Regions from separate parts of the Capsicum annuum genome. Here region 1 is linked to region 2. Evidence: chromatin contacts called from public Hi-C data. All regions are on one chromosome and are shown on one strand. Each heading gives the region's core, a stretch centred on a gene start, on an enhancer-like site or on the middle of the called end of the contact. The rest is flanking DNA. Distances are from core to core; before and after follow the strand shown.

The links. Hi-C and Micro-C count contacts between places; a contact is called where the count stands out from the background.
Region 1: a Hi-C map of leaf shows a contact between it and region 2, with 3 times the contacts expected there. The contact joins the enhancer-like site here to the promoter of LOC107878621 in region 2. A contact is called at or near these places in 2 of 5 Hi-C or Micro-C datasets (leaf and placenta).

What each region holds. Positions count from the first base shown.
Region 1 is chr7:220,168,801-220,175,774 of UCD10Xv1.1, reverse strand. No RefSeq gene overlaps it. Among protein-coding and RNA genes, the nearest start is that of LOC107878621, 36 kb to the right of the region's middle. Within about 2 kb of position 1,509, at least 1 of the 5 cell types and tissues checked has an H3K27ac peak or open chromatin away from gene starts, as enhancers often do.
Region 2 is chr7:220,134,503-220,140,887 of UCD10Xv1.1, reverse strand. LOC107878621 (transcription factor GTE4) reads left to right here and starts at 5,056. Exons shown (of 5, transcript XM_016725676.2): 1 at 5,056-6,385. The coding sequence starts at 5,501.

The sequences.
Region 1 (6,974 bases), core at 260-2,759, 38 kb before region 2:
TTAAATCTGATATCCTATTAACAGAAAATTCCTTCTATACGATTCCTTCATTAATAATTTTCATATATAATACATCTCTACATGGTTAATTTTGTGTTACTAATTTGCACCACTTGTCTTTGGACAAAATAACGAGTCATTTCCATTTTTCTTTTATTTTGTGTTGATATTTAAATCTTTGTCCTTTATAATTTATAAATTTTCTTTCGTGCGTAAATTTATATTCTCCTATCATAATATCTCATAAATTATGTCTCGATATGACATTAATTTCTAAAATATTATGTCCCATTAGGTATAAATTCATTTGCTAAAGGGCGATAAAAAAAATATATTTAAACAACAAAATTAAATGGGCAAACAACATAAATCCCGACAGCTTGGAGTTTTATTACAAAAAATTTTGATATTTTGTTAATTACTTAAAATTCTGATTTTGGGTCTGTTAAGATACATAACACATCCAACTAAGATACAGTTTTTCCTTTATGAAGATACATAATTAGTTTTTGATTTTTTTTTTTTGATTTTGGGTATGTCGAGATACATAATTAGTTCCTGATACATTCATCAAAGATACATAATTAGTTGAGACTTTTGTAATTACTTTGTAAGAGTAAAGATTTGTGTAAATATGATAAGTGAAGGTGTATGTTTATTAGGGGTGTACAGACCAAACCGTCAAGTCAAACCGAACCGACGAATCAAACCAAATCGAGAAAAAAAAATGACTTATGGTTTGGTTTGATTGGTTTGGCGTTAGAAAAAAAAACGACAACTCTTGGTTTGGTTTGGTGTTGACCAAAAAAAAGTCAAACCGAACCCAAATCAAACCGATTTTATACATACATACATACGTACATACATATATATATATATATATATACTATTCAAACTTTTTATACATAAAATATTAATTATAATCTACTTTTTAAATACTTTTTCAACTAGTTTTAGTAATTTTCAATAATTTGAAAGTAGATGTAGATATATATTTAGATTTGGTCCTTTAATTTGTAATATTTGTACATTAATTGCTAATTAAATGATCCAAAACACAATATTAACTTAAAACCTAAATTTTTCACTCTTCATCTCACTTTTTAGTTTCAAGAGAGTTTTTCGCTTCTTATTTTTTCATAATTATGATTTTTCATTAGCACATGAGTTGAAATATATTTGATCTAGTCTTCGATCACAATATAATTGTAAAAACTAAATATTACAAAAAAAAATAAAAAAAATCGAAAAAACCAAAAACCCGGAAAAAACGATTAAAACCTAAACCGAAAAAATCAATTTTATGTTGGTTTGATTTGGTTTATAGTTTTAATAAACCAACATGATTGGTTTGTTTTTTTTTTTAATAAAAATCGAACTAACCCGACCTATGTACACCCCTAATGTTTATGTTATTTTTATCATGCCGACTAATTCAAGGCCTATTTGATTGTTGCTTCGGTGACGAACTTTGGATTTGGGCCCTGTTGGCTGTTCTGGGCCTGTTCTTTCATGGGCCGGTGACACCCCCATTTCTTTGCTTAGGTCCAATATATCTTTACAAAATTATCCTCTCTCATTCTCAATGAATTTGCATAGGCCAATTTACATGGATAATGAATTCTCTAGTCTTACTTATGAATGGAAAGAAAAAAAAAAAATCAGAAATAGCTAATATTTAGTCAATAAATAAAGAGTCATAGCTAAAGTTTATCTAGTTACGGGATGTAGCTACAATTTTGTAGCTAAATATACGAATTAGAGATTGTATATAAAAACACAAATTAGCTAAATACATATATAATACATTTCTAACACAATATAATATATGAACACATAAACTAATTTGAGTAGTTTGAATGTTTGAAATTCAGGTTTAATATATTTTTTAATGTTATTAATAAATGAAAAAAAATCAAACAGCAATTGTAATACGTTTTGAATACAATATATTTGGGGAAAGGACAAAAATAACACCTAAACTAAAATAATTTCATAAAACTAACACCTAAATTTATAGACCCGCTAAATAGCCACTCGTGACTCGCGTATGCTTAACTACATATAACCGAAAAATATAAAAAATTTAAAATATAACTTTACCTTCTTTCCTTTTCAGTCACAAATTCCTTTCCCTTCAAACTCCTAATTCTCCGTTCATTATCTTTTCTGATACTCATCTTTACCTTTTACATTCCACAACCTTTTGTGTAAATCTCTAAAAATTTACTCAAAATTGATTAAAAAAAATGTCTACAACTTTTGTTTTAGTACCAATAATGATCAAATATGCAGGTGAATGGATATCTGAGGTTGAATTTCAGAATTTCATCATCAATGGATTTTTGCTCGGTTATGACTTTACCTACGATATATTTGTTGTTGAATTGTATAAGCAGTTAAATATAGATCCAACTAAAGGTTTATTGGATATCAAATACATTGTCACGACTGAATCTATGCCTATATATAATGGCATGAGTGTCAAATTGTATATGCAAATGAAGAAAAAAAGTCTCGACATCAGTGAGTATCCATTGTGTATATCACTAGTCCCTGTCGAATTTACAGCTGCTGAATTGTCAAATGCTAAACAGATTCATCACATTTCTATTGAAGCAAATCACTTTTCTGGTATTGAAGATGATTTTTCTGAGAAACACTTAGAAAATGAGCCAAAGCCTATAATAATGGATCCTCTTCATAAGGATGTTGAAGAAAGGCAACTGTATTGGGATAAAATTCAATAACTAGCGTTATGAAGCATTATGCAATCAGACATAGATTTCAATTTAGGATTAATAGATCATCAACATCAAGGTATGACTCTACACAAAAACTATATCGATTTAGCATATATACTGTATCAATTTGCTATATAGACTGTATATGTACAGATTGCACAAAAACATGCACAAAATTTTGTAGTATAAAAGTGGTATTAAAGCATATCAATCTAATATAAAAGAGTATCAATGTGGTGTTTGTGTCGTATATATACTATATAAATGTGGTATTAAAGTGTGTCAATCTAGTATCAAAGAGTATCAATTGAGTATCAACGCGGTGTTTGTGTGGTATATATAATGTATGAATGTGGTATTAAAGTGTATCAATCTAGTATAAAAGAGTATCAATGTGGTGTTTATCTGGTATATATACTGTATGAATGTGGTATTAAAGTGTATCAATAAACTATAAAAGAGTATTAATTGAGTATCAATGTGGCATTTATGTGGTATATATATTGTATATGCATGCATAGGTTCCCCTTCTCTCTTGTTACAAAAGTGTATCTATACAGTATAAAAGAGTATCATTTAGGTATAGGAACTTCATGTACATGCATAGGATCCCCTCTCTTTAAAATAAAAATTGTATCAATGTGGAATAAAAGAGTATCAATTGAGTATAGAGACTCTATATGCATGCATAGGTTCCCCTTCTCTTTTTTTGAAAAAAGTGTATCAATATGGTATAAAAGTGTATAAATCTGATATAAAATAGTATCAATTGATTATAGATAGTGCATATGCAATGATGTGAGCTGTCTGTTATGTAATCGATTAAAATTCAATAATCCTTTTTATTTCTCATCAAATAAATGATATTTTCTATCTCATTTGCAATTAAGTAACCTACATTATCTCATTATAAAAGACTTTTTTTCTAGTAAGAAAATATAATGCATCAAAAACTTTGAATCAAGAAAGTCAAAAATGTATTTGCCCTGCTTACTGCTTGTGACACCTTTGTGGAGTTTTATCTACAGAGGGCTTAAAATGATAGATGTTGGGTGGGTTACTAAGGATTTTATTTTCAAAAAGAACGTAACGGATCATCGTGTGTGGATAAAAAGTTACAAATTGGTTTTGGCCCATTGGTCGGCTAAGGTTTGATTGGTAATGATGTTGTTAGTGAGTTCATTTGGGACCATGACTGAAACTTGAAGGTCGGTGCCTTTAAAAGCTTTAAGGAGTTCTGAATTTGTATCATAGATTTGAATCTTTTGGCTTTGAAACCTTTGATTAGGTCAACTGATTTTGTTTGTATAGTAAAGTTGTTCTCAAGTTGTCTATGGCATATTCCAACCTGAGATGAGATTTCTGCACCTAAAATTTACAACAAGTAGAGAACCGAGTGAGCTACTGTAAGTAAAATATTCAAATAGAACTAACATTGTTTTGTATAAATGTATTAAATAGGTACTATCTGCAATGTGAGAATGAAAAATATCAATGGACTTTTCAATCTTCAAGTCAAAAATAGTCAGAGGTCTTTATGGTGACAAGATTCTTTGATATTCACACCTGTGCAATTGCAGATAAAATATTTTCACAACGTCATGCTACTTCATTGACCATTGTTGAAATGGTAAAGAACAAGTATCTAAATTTGAAATCATTATTCACTTCCGTAGAGATCATGGATGAAATGAGAAACATTCATGGGATTAGGATGAACTACAAAAAGGCGTACAGAGCAAAAGAATAGGCAATTGAACTAGTCAGAGGTTCCCTCCGTGAATCATATGCTAAGCTGTCAGCTTTCTTGTATATGGTAAATACAATCAATCCAGGCTCATATACAAGGCTACACAAGACAGAGGACAATCACTTTCTGTATGCTTTTGTAACATTGAATGCATTCATTAAAGGATGGAAATATTGCATGCCAACAATAGTTGTTGATGGTACTTTCCTTAAATTAGTGTACCGGGGGACCATGTTGTGTGCTAGCATGCTTGATGCAGCAGGCCGGTTTAGTAATTTTTGTAAAATACAATAGTTCTTCCTTAAAAGATGTAGAAATTCATCTTTTTAACACAATTACAAATTGTAAAAGTTTAATATTCGTTATTCATAATAGTCTAAGATGTTTGACTTTTTTTACTTGCATAATCAGAAAAAATTCTACCATTAGCATATTCTATTGTGGATTCTGAAAATGATGCTTCATGGAAATGGCTTTTTAGTATGTTTAAAATAGCATATGGTGAAAAATAAAATACGTCCACAACATCTGATCGGCATAAAAGTATATAAAGGCTACTGAAAAGGTATGTCCAAATACAGCTCATTGTATATGCATCTATCATCTATGGAACAACATCAAAGAAAAATTCAAGAGGAATCAGAAGCAGCTAAAGGGAATCATTTTTTGCAATGGCTCGTACTTACATAAAGGCAGATTTTGATCGACTAATGGAAGATGCAAACAAAATCGATGTGAGGCTGAGGCCTTACCTATTTGAAATTGGCTATGAAAAATGATCCATAGAACATTCAAATGTCAATAGATCCATGGTGATGACTTCAAATATTGTAGATTCGCTAAATTCAGCAAATAGAAAGGCAAGAGAACTGCTAATAAAAAAGCTACTACAATTCATGATGAATTTGGTAATGAAATGGAATAATGAAAATAGAATAAATGCACAGGCAACATTTACTAAATTGAGAAACAAGTACAACACAACAATGAGAGAAAATCTCTTTTTATCAGATAAAATGAAGGTAAAGAAACTGTATTATTATTTGTATTTCATACTGACTAAAATATGGTACGGTATAGTTGCTTAATATTTTGTTGTATATTATAGGTAATGGCTTCTACCAGTCATATGTATGTTGTGATTGATGAAACTCAAAAGTGAAGCATTGTGTGTATGCGTTAAAAAAAGATGTAGCTGCCTACAATTTCAGGTTGATGGAATCCCATGTCCTCATGCTATGGCAGTATTGAGTTACACTCATATGAATGTACAATCTTACTGTGCAGCTTATTACACAAAGAAAAATTATTTGAAAATCTATGAATTTTCAGTTATTCCACTTCCTGATGAAATAATGTGGCACATCCAACAGAAGTATTGGATATCATAGTACTTCCACCAATCTGAAAGCCGAGACCAGGTAGACCAAGGAATAACAATTAAGGCAAAGGCATTATGGACTACATGTCTGCATAGAAAGTATCACGTGGACGGTGTGGAAAGTTTAGACACAATCAAAGAACCTGCGCAAATGCCCCAACAAGAATTTAACAAGACATTCTTATAGTTCCTCTTTTATTTTTTCAAATAGTCCAGTTCATTCTACATTGCAAAATATATTACAGGAGTTGATTTTACATTTTAAGTTGAAATGTAAAAAGTTAGCTACTTTTACATAAAATATAATAGATGATGCCTAAGACTACTTTTATGCTTCCTAGTTTGATTCCTAATGAAATATTTCGACATTATATGGATTCCAACTTCTACTTTTCATTGTCTTTATGATATCTTTTTAGTGAATTTATTCAGTAGTATGATGTGTATATATATAAGTCCATACGCGAGTTTCATCCAATACATACGTTTGAGCATCATTTGTACAATATACAATACTACTTAAATGTCATCATATACAGGTGATATGTATGTGTCCAGGGAAAAAGTGTTTCTCCTATTACTGTTCATCATAACATGACTATAATGGCAGTCATGTTATATATTCTTCTTCAGGGTACATTTAGTTCATGGTATATAGGTATCAAATTCAGCACACATATATAAGTATAAAAATCAATACACACTTATACCAAAAGAAAACAATATCAACATTCTAATAAAAAATAAAAGTTTTCAAAATCATATAATCGTCAATATGAATCAACATAGATTCTTTAAAAATTATAAATAAAAACTAAGCAAGTGTATCCCATCAAAAACACCAGGTAAACAATTCCAACAATATATCAAAAACTTCGAAATATGTCAACAACTGTACTTGCAAGTTATCCTAAACTATTGCTACTTTACAAGATTCATTTTTCTTTTTCAGTCTTCTAGTAGATTCATCGTCGCTGATTGCACACTGCCTTTGTTTTCTCTTTTCATATTGCCACAATAATACATCATATCGGCTTCGTATGCTATTAATATCATCTATACTTACAGGAATTTGAACGCCTTCAATTATGTACTCTGC
Region 2 (6,385 bases), core at 3,807-6,306:
TCTACCCTCAACAGAAGGAGAAGGAACAAAATCCTAAACTTAAAGGATGAGACTGGTAACTGGGTTGAGAACCAGGCTGACATAGAAACTTATATCACTGAATTCTTCTCCTCCATTTTCACCACTTACCATCTGGTCTCCCCAATTTCTACTTACTCCTCCAATCAAATCCACATTTCCACTAACACCCTGACCACCACTGACCAATCTCTTATAACCAACCCCTAAGAGACACTGAGTTTACCAGAGCCATCAACTCCTTCACCCCTCTAAAGTCTCCTAGTTCTGATGGCATCCAACCCATCTTTTTCTAGAAATACTGGGCTATAGTGCAACACAAGGTTAAGACCTTCTGCTAGGAAACCTTCAACACCAGCACTATGGACCCCTCTATAAATAGAACCCTTCTGTGTTTGATCCCTAAATGCCCTAATGCTGTGTATATCAAGAGTTATAGGCCCATTGGCCTATGCAATACCTTGTACAGATTAATCACTAAAATTACTGTCTTCAGAATAACACCATTCCTTTCCAAAATCATTGGCCCCAGTCAGGCCAGCTTCCTTGCCAATAGAAAGGCCTCTGACCATGCTATTATCATCCAGGAATTCATAACCCATTTCAAAAAAATAAAAGGGAAACAGGGCAATATGATATTGAAAATTGATTACTTTGCTTTCCCCAGTCTCTTATCAAACTCATTATGTCCTATGTCTCTTCCACATCCATCTCTATTCTCATTAATCGCTTTAAGTCCAAGGAATTCAAACCAACTAGAGACATTATGCAAAGGGATCCCCTTTCCCCTACCTCTTCATTCTATGCATAGAAAGGCTATCCAGGGCCATTGACTCTCAAGTTCTCAGTAAAGAATGGAAACCCATCAACATCTCCCACCATGGCCCTTTCATATCCCAATTTTTCTTTGCTGATGACCTAACTCTGTTTTCTAAAGCCAATCCTGAAGCATGCCAGGCTATTAACCATGTCCTTAATGCTTTTTGTAATCATTCAGGCCAAAAGATCAATCAAACCAAGTCCAAAGTGGTCTTCTCCTCCAACTGCAAAGACATTACCATTTCCTCTTGCTCTACCATCCTCAAAATCAATCCCAGTGACTCTTTTGGTAAGTAATTGGGTTTCCCCATCTTCCATGCTAAGATAAACAATAGTGACTTCCAGTTCATCATAGACAATATACATAAAAGACTTGCTGGATGGAAAGTCAACATCTTATCTATGGCTGGGAGACTAGTTCTCACTAAATCTACCCTTGCTTCCATCCCCTCCCTTGTTATGCAATTTGTCAAACTTCCTAACAAAATTTTAAAAACCATAAACAAAATTCAAAGGAATTTTATCTGGGGTACCACTGCTGATAAGAAAAAACTCCACATGCTTAGCTGGGAAACTGTTTCTTTGACCAAAGAGAGAGGAGGTCTGGGACTGCAAAAATGTGAAAATAGAAACAAAGCTACCCACACTAGTCTAGCATAAAGAATGTACAATAACACCCAATCCATTTGGGCAAAAACCCTTTACAACAAATATTGTAGAAACTATCATACAAGCCTAACCCAAATGGCATGCTCCAGAACTTGGAAATGCATTGAAGAGGGCTGGTCCATATGATCAAAACACCATAGATGGACTGTGTATAAAGGGAACAGAGTCAAATTATTCATGGACAAATGGATTCCCAACCACCAGTCCATCAAGAGTTATGTGACAGGCCCCCTTAACAAAGGCGAAGATCAGTTAACCCTTGATACTGTCCATAGACAAGGTACTTCAAACTGATTAGGAGGATAAACTCATCAGTTAACCCTTAATCATAACAGATTGCCTACTGGGAGCTACCTCAACCACCTTGATATGGGGGTCTTACCTCACTGCAAGCCGTGTCCTAATAGTGTAGAAGACATTTCTCATATCTCCTTCTAATGCTCAAATCCATAACCTTCTGGGATGGGATTGCCTCTAAAAGTTCCTCCATCGCCTCCTTCAATTCTGTATTCCTCAATAATCAAAACGGGGTTGACACCTGGAAGGATCTGGGGAATAAGCCCTTTAATACCTGGTACTCTTGGGAAACCATTCTGCCCTTCTGTTTGTGGAATATTTAGATAAACAGGAACCATAACTTGTTTAATAACAAAGATGATAATATCTCTATTGAACAAACCTTAGCACTCGCAAATAAATATGCCTTAATCATTGACAACCCAACCAATTACCCCAAACCTACCTCCACTATCTACCTTAACTGGGAACCTCCTCAACTGGGCATGCACAAGCTTAACACTGACGCAAGTGTAACTTGCCAACTGGGTCCAGGTAGGCTGGGAGGTGTCTTTAGAGACCATGAAGGAAACTGGACACTAGGCTACACAAAATACCTACCCCATGTTGATGCATAACAGGCTGAACTATTAGCCATCCTAGAACGTCTCAGATTAGCCTCTCGAAATTAACTCGGATTCAACTACTGCAATCAATATGATTCATGCTAACCATCTTGGCTACTGCAATATCATCTCCGAATGCAGGTACTTAATCTAGAGACTAGGCAACCCAGTACTGAAGCACATATGCAGAGAATAGAATAAGGTCGCTGATGCACTAGCAAGATCAAGGGGAGGGGAGCCATGTTTTGACCAGATGCAAATTTTGACAGCTCCACCTTTGTCTGTGAACGATCTACTGGAAGCAAACAAATTAGGAACTAGTTATCCTAGAAAGGTTACATCTAATCAAGTATCTACTATAATTGTTGCTATAGACCATCGGTTTTTAGAGGACCAGGCAGGTCCTAAAAACCTATTTTGTAATAACTCTATTTTATTATTAAATATTATGCTCCCCCTTCAACCAAAAAAAAAAAGGCAAAAGGCAGGAGAAACAGGCAGCTCTCCGTCAGTATACCTGCTACTCCTGTCTGCTTCATCAACTGCTTCTTCCGTGATTTTAATTATGTGATCTGTAATTAATTATTATAAGTTATTTATGTAGTAAAAAATTAATAATATTTAATAAAAAAGTAAAATAGATATTTATGATCCTGCCTGCTTCATAAGCTGCTTCCTCCGTGATTTTATTATATTATCTCTAATTAATTATTATAAGTTATTTATGTATTAGAAAATTAATAATATTCAATTAAAAAGTAAAATAGATATTTACGAAATGTCTGCTTCAGCTGCTTCACCAGGTATTTTTCTATAGTAATTTTGTTGTATCACTTCTAATTAGATATGTCTGCTTTGTTGTTTCAATCGTGATTTTACTATATCACTCCTAATTAATTATTGTGACCATTTAAATTTTTTCACAAGTATTTTTTTTTAGTAGTTTTATTGTATCGCTTCTAATTAGTTTTTGTGAGTCATTAAGACATATCTGCTTCGATGCTTCACTCGTAGCTTTACTATATCATCCATAATTAATTATTATAGTCATCTAAGCATTTGAAAATTACATAAAAAGTATTATAAATTACAATAGTTAACAATTTAAAATATCTAAGAAAATAATATGTTATATATTTTTAAAAAATACTATAAATCACAATAATTAAAATAATTTTTTTAAAAATATTTGTTGGGCCTGTGCCTAACACGGACTATTAATAACTAGTATTAGATATAAATAGAGATAGTTTTTTAGATAGATTTGTAAAATAATTTTCTTAAAAAACAAATTATTGACTTTTGTGGTGCTGACATGTGGCGTTTTTACTTCTCCTATTATATATATATATATATATATATATGTATATATATATATATATATATATATGGATAGATTAGAGGTTTCAGGGTTGAGTCTCCCAAGAATATGGAGTCGCCTTTCTTAAGAAGAGCTTTACCCTTAATGTTGAACTTTTCGACGTGAGTTGTCGATCTAATACAGGTATTAATTATCGGATGAAAAATCAAAAAACAAATAAAATAGGCCAAATCCATCGACAGACCCTTTAACTTGACACCATCTTTCACTTTGCCACTTCAAGTGGATGTTGTTCACTTTAGGCACCTAAAATAAGGTCTAACTGTGTCATTTTGACACTTTCTGCTGACTTGACAACTTGTCTGATTTTCACCTCAACTAGGCGCGCGAAGAGTCTAAAAATGACTTTGTTTTTGAATTTTTTATTCTTTTTATTCCCTTCATCTTCTTCAGCTTTCTTCTTTCTTTCTTCTTTTTCTCTTTCTTCTCCATTTAAGATTCTACCATTAACAAATTATCCACCATTGTTAACTTGTTCAACATAAAAAATAAGACCACCATCATTCTCTTAAAACACGTGACATTTTCTTTTGCGTTTAATCAGAATCAAAAATAAACTTTAAGTTCTTAAAAAAAATCATCAAAAAAAGAAGTCCTATGAAACTTCATTTTTCTTTCAAGATTTTATCTCACTATATTAATATATTAATGCAGTTGATAATTTTGCCTATTAATTAAAACTAGACAGAAAAAAATTAAAAGAAAAGAAAAGAAGTTTATAATGAAAAGAAATCGAATCTGGATTTCAAGAAATTTCTGACAAATACTTTATTTTTTTAGAACAATCATACGAATTAATAATCCATTTCATTTGCAAAAATAAAAATCCACAGTTTCAGTTTCTTAATTTTCAGATTTTATCCATTCATTTTTTTAACTACGACTTTTTAGTTAGCAGCTGTTGGTGTGATGTTTCGTGTCGTTTCTAGCTTCTTTTTTAAATTCTCTTATGAAGTTTATCTGAATTAAAAAAAAAAAGATTAAAAAATGAAGTGAAAGATAGTTATTAGTAAGGGAGTAATGGTTATGGCGGGGGAATTATGGGAGGAGGAGAGGATTGGTTAAGAAGCTAACTTTTTTTTTTTATAAAAGTTAGTAATCTTTTTATAATTTATTTTTAATGATTTTTTTTAGTCTCAAATGCCAGATGTCATTTTTTAAGTGGTCATTATGCTTGGCGTGTGTAATACACATAATTTGTATTTTAGCTAATTATTGAAAAAGTGTTTAAAACTATAAATTCTAAATTATTTAAGTGTTCAAAATATACAAAAGCTTAATTGAGGTGACAAAATAAAATATGGTATCAAGTTGAGTGCCTGTCAACTGGTTTGACCAATAAAATATAATGAGTACTTAAAAGAAAGGAAGAAAGTAGGTGAGTAGAGTTCGGATCGAAGACATTTTCTCTCAATCGAAAAAAAATAAAATCTGCAATCTCACTCCTAAACTTTTCTTATTTTCTCAACAGATCCTTCAACTTTTCCTAATTTCTGTTTTCCTCCTCCTTTTCCGAAAAGCCCTAGTTCCGTACTTCTTCGATTTCCGACCGATCTAGGGTTTCCAATTTTCAATTTGGGGGAAAATTGAAGTGTTTACCTCAATCAGATCCTAGTTGTTGTGTTTTTTGTGGGTCGGGTTTTCGAGTTTTTTAGGGTTAGGGTTTAGTTTGTTCAACAGTTTTTGGTTAAAATAATTTTGAATTACATGTATGGATTCAGATTTAAACGATTTGAATCCCAGAAATAGCCTTCGTTGGGGCGATAATTACAAAGTTTATACCCGCAAGCGCCGCCGCAAAACCCTAGAAAATACTAACACTGATGATTTTCCGGCGAACACCGCCGCCGTCAGCTCAGCTGCAGCTGAACCGGATGTTACATGCAACGGCGGGAGGGATACGAACGAGAATGATAATGTGCCGGAGCCGTCCTTACAAAACCTAGATGCTGAGAAAGCGGAATCGCCGGAGCAACTGATACAGGCGGCGGCGGAGGAAGAGGGAGGTGGTAGAGATGTACCTGAAGCTATTGGTGGCGGCAGCGGAGCTGGTGAAGTACCAGAAGGGAGCAGTGGAACCCTAGCCCCGACACAGAATCATAGAAATGAGCGACGAAGTTACAATCTTGAAGTGGAGAATGGGTATATAAAGCCGGTAATTTCGAGAATTCGTGATAGAATTAGGATTAATTTAACTGGAGTGAAGTCGAGAGATGATATTAGAGAGCTAAGTATGAGTTTTAAGAGTGAGCTTGATCAAGTTAGGAGCTTGGTAAACGAGCTCGAGGCTAAACAGATTCAGCTTACAACGTGTAGGACGAGTATAAATGGCGGTAGTATTAATGCTGGTAGTATTACTACTACTGTTCCTGGCGGTTCTATTAGCTCGTATAGTCATCCGGGATATATAGATAATGGTGTGATCAAGAATAGGTCTTTAGCGCGAATGCATTCTGGTGTGCGTTCAGCGGGGCATATTGGATCAAGGCCATTCCAGCAACCTAGTTTTCTGACTGTCGAAAACAGTAATGGTTCTAATGAATTTATGGAGAAGGAGAAGAGGATCCCGAAGGCTAACCAGTATTACAGGAATTCC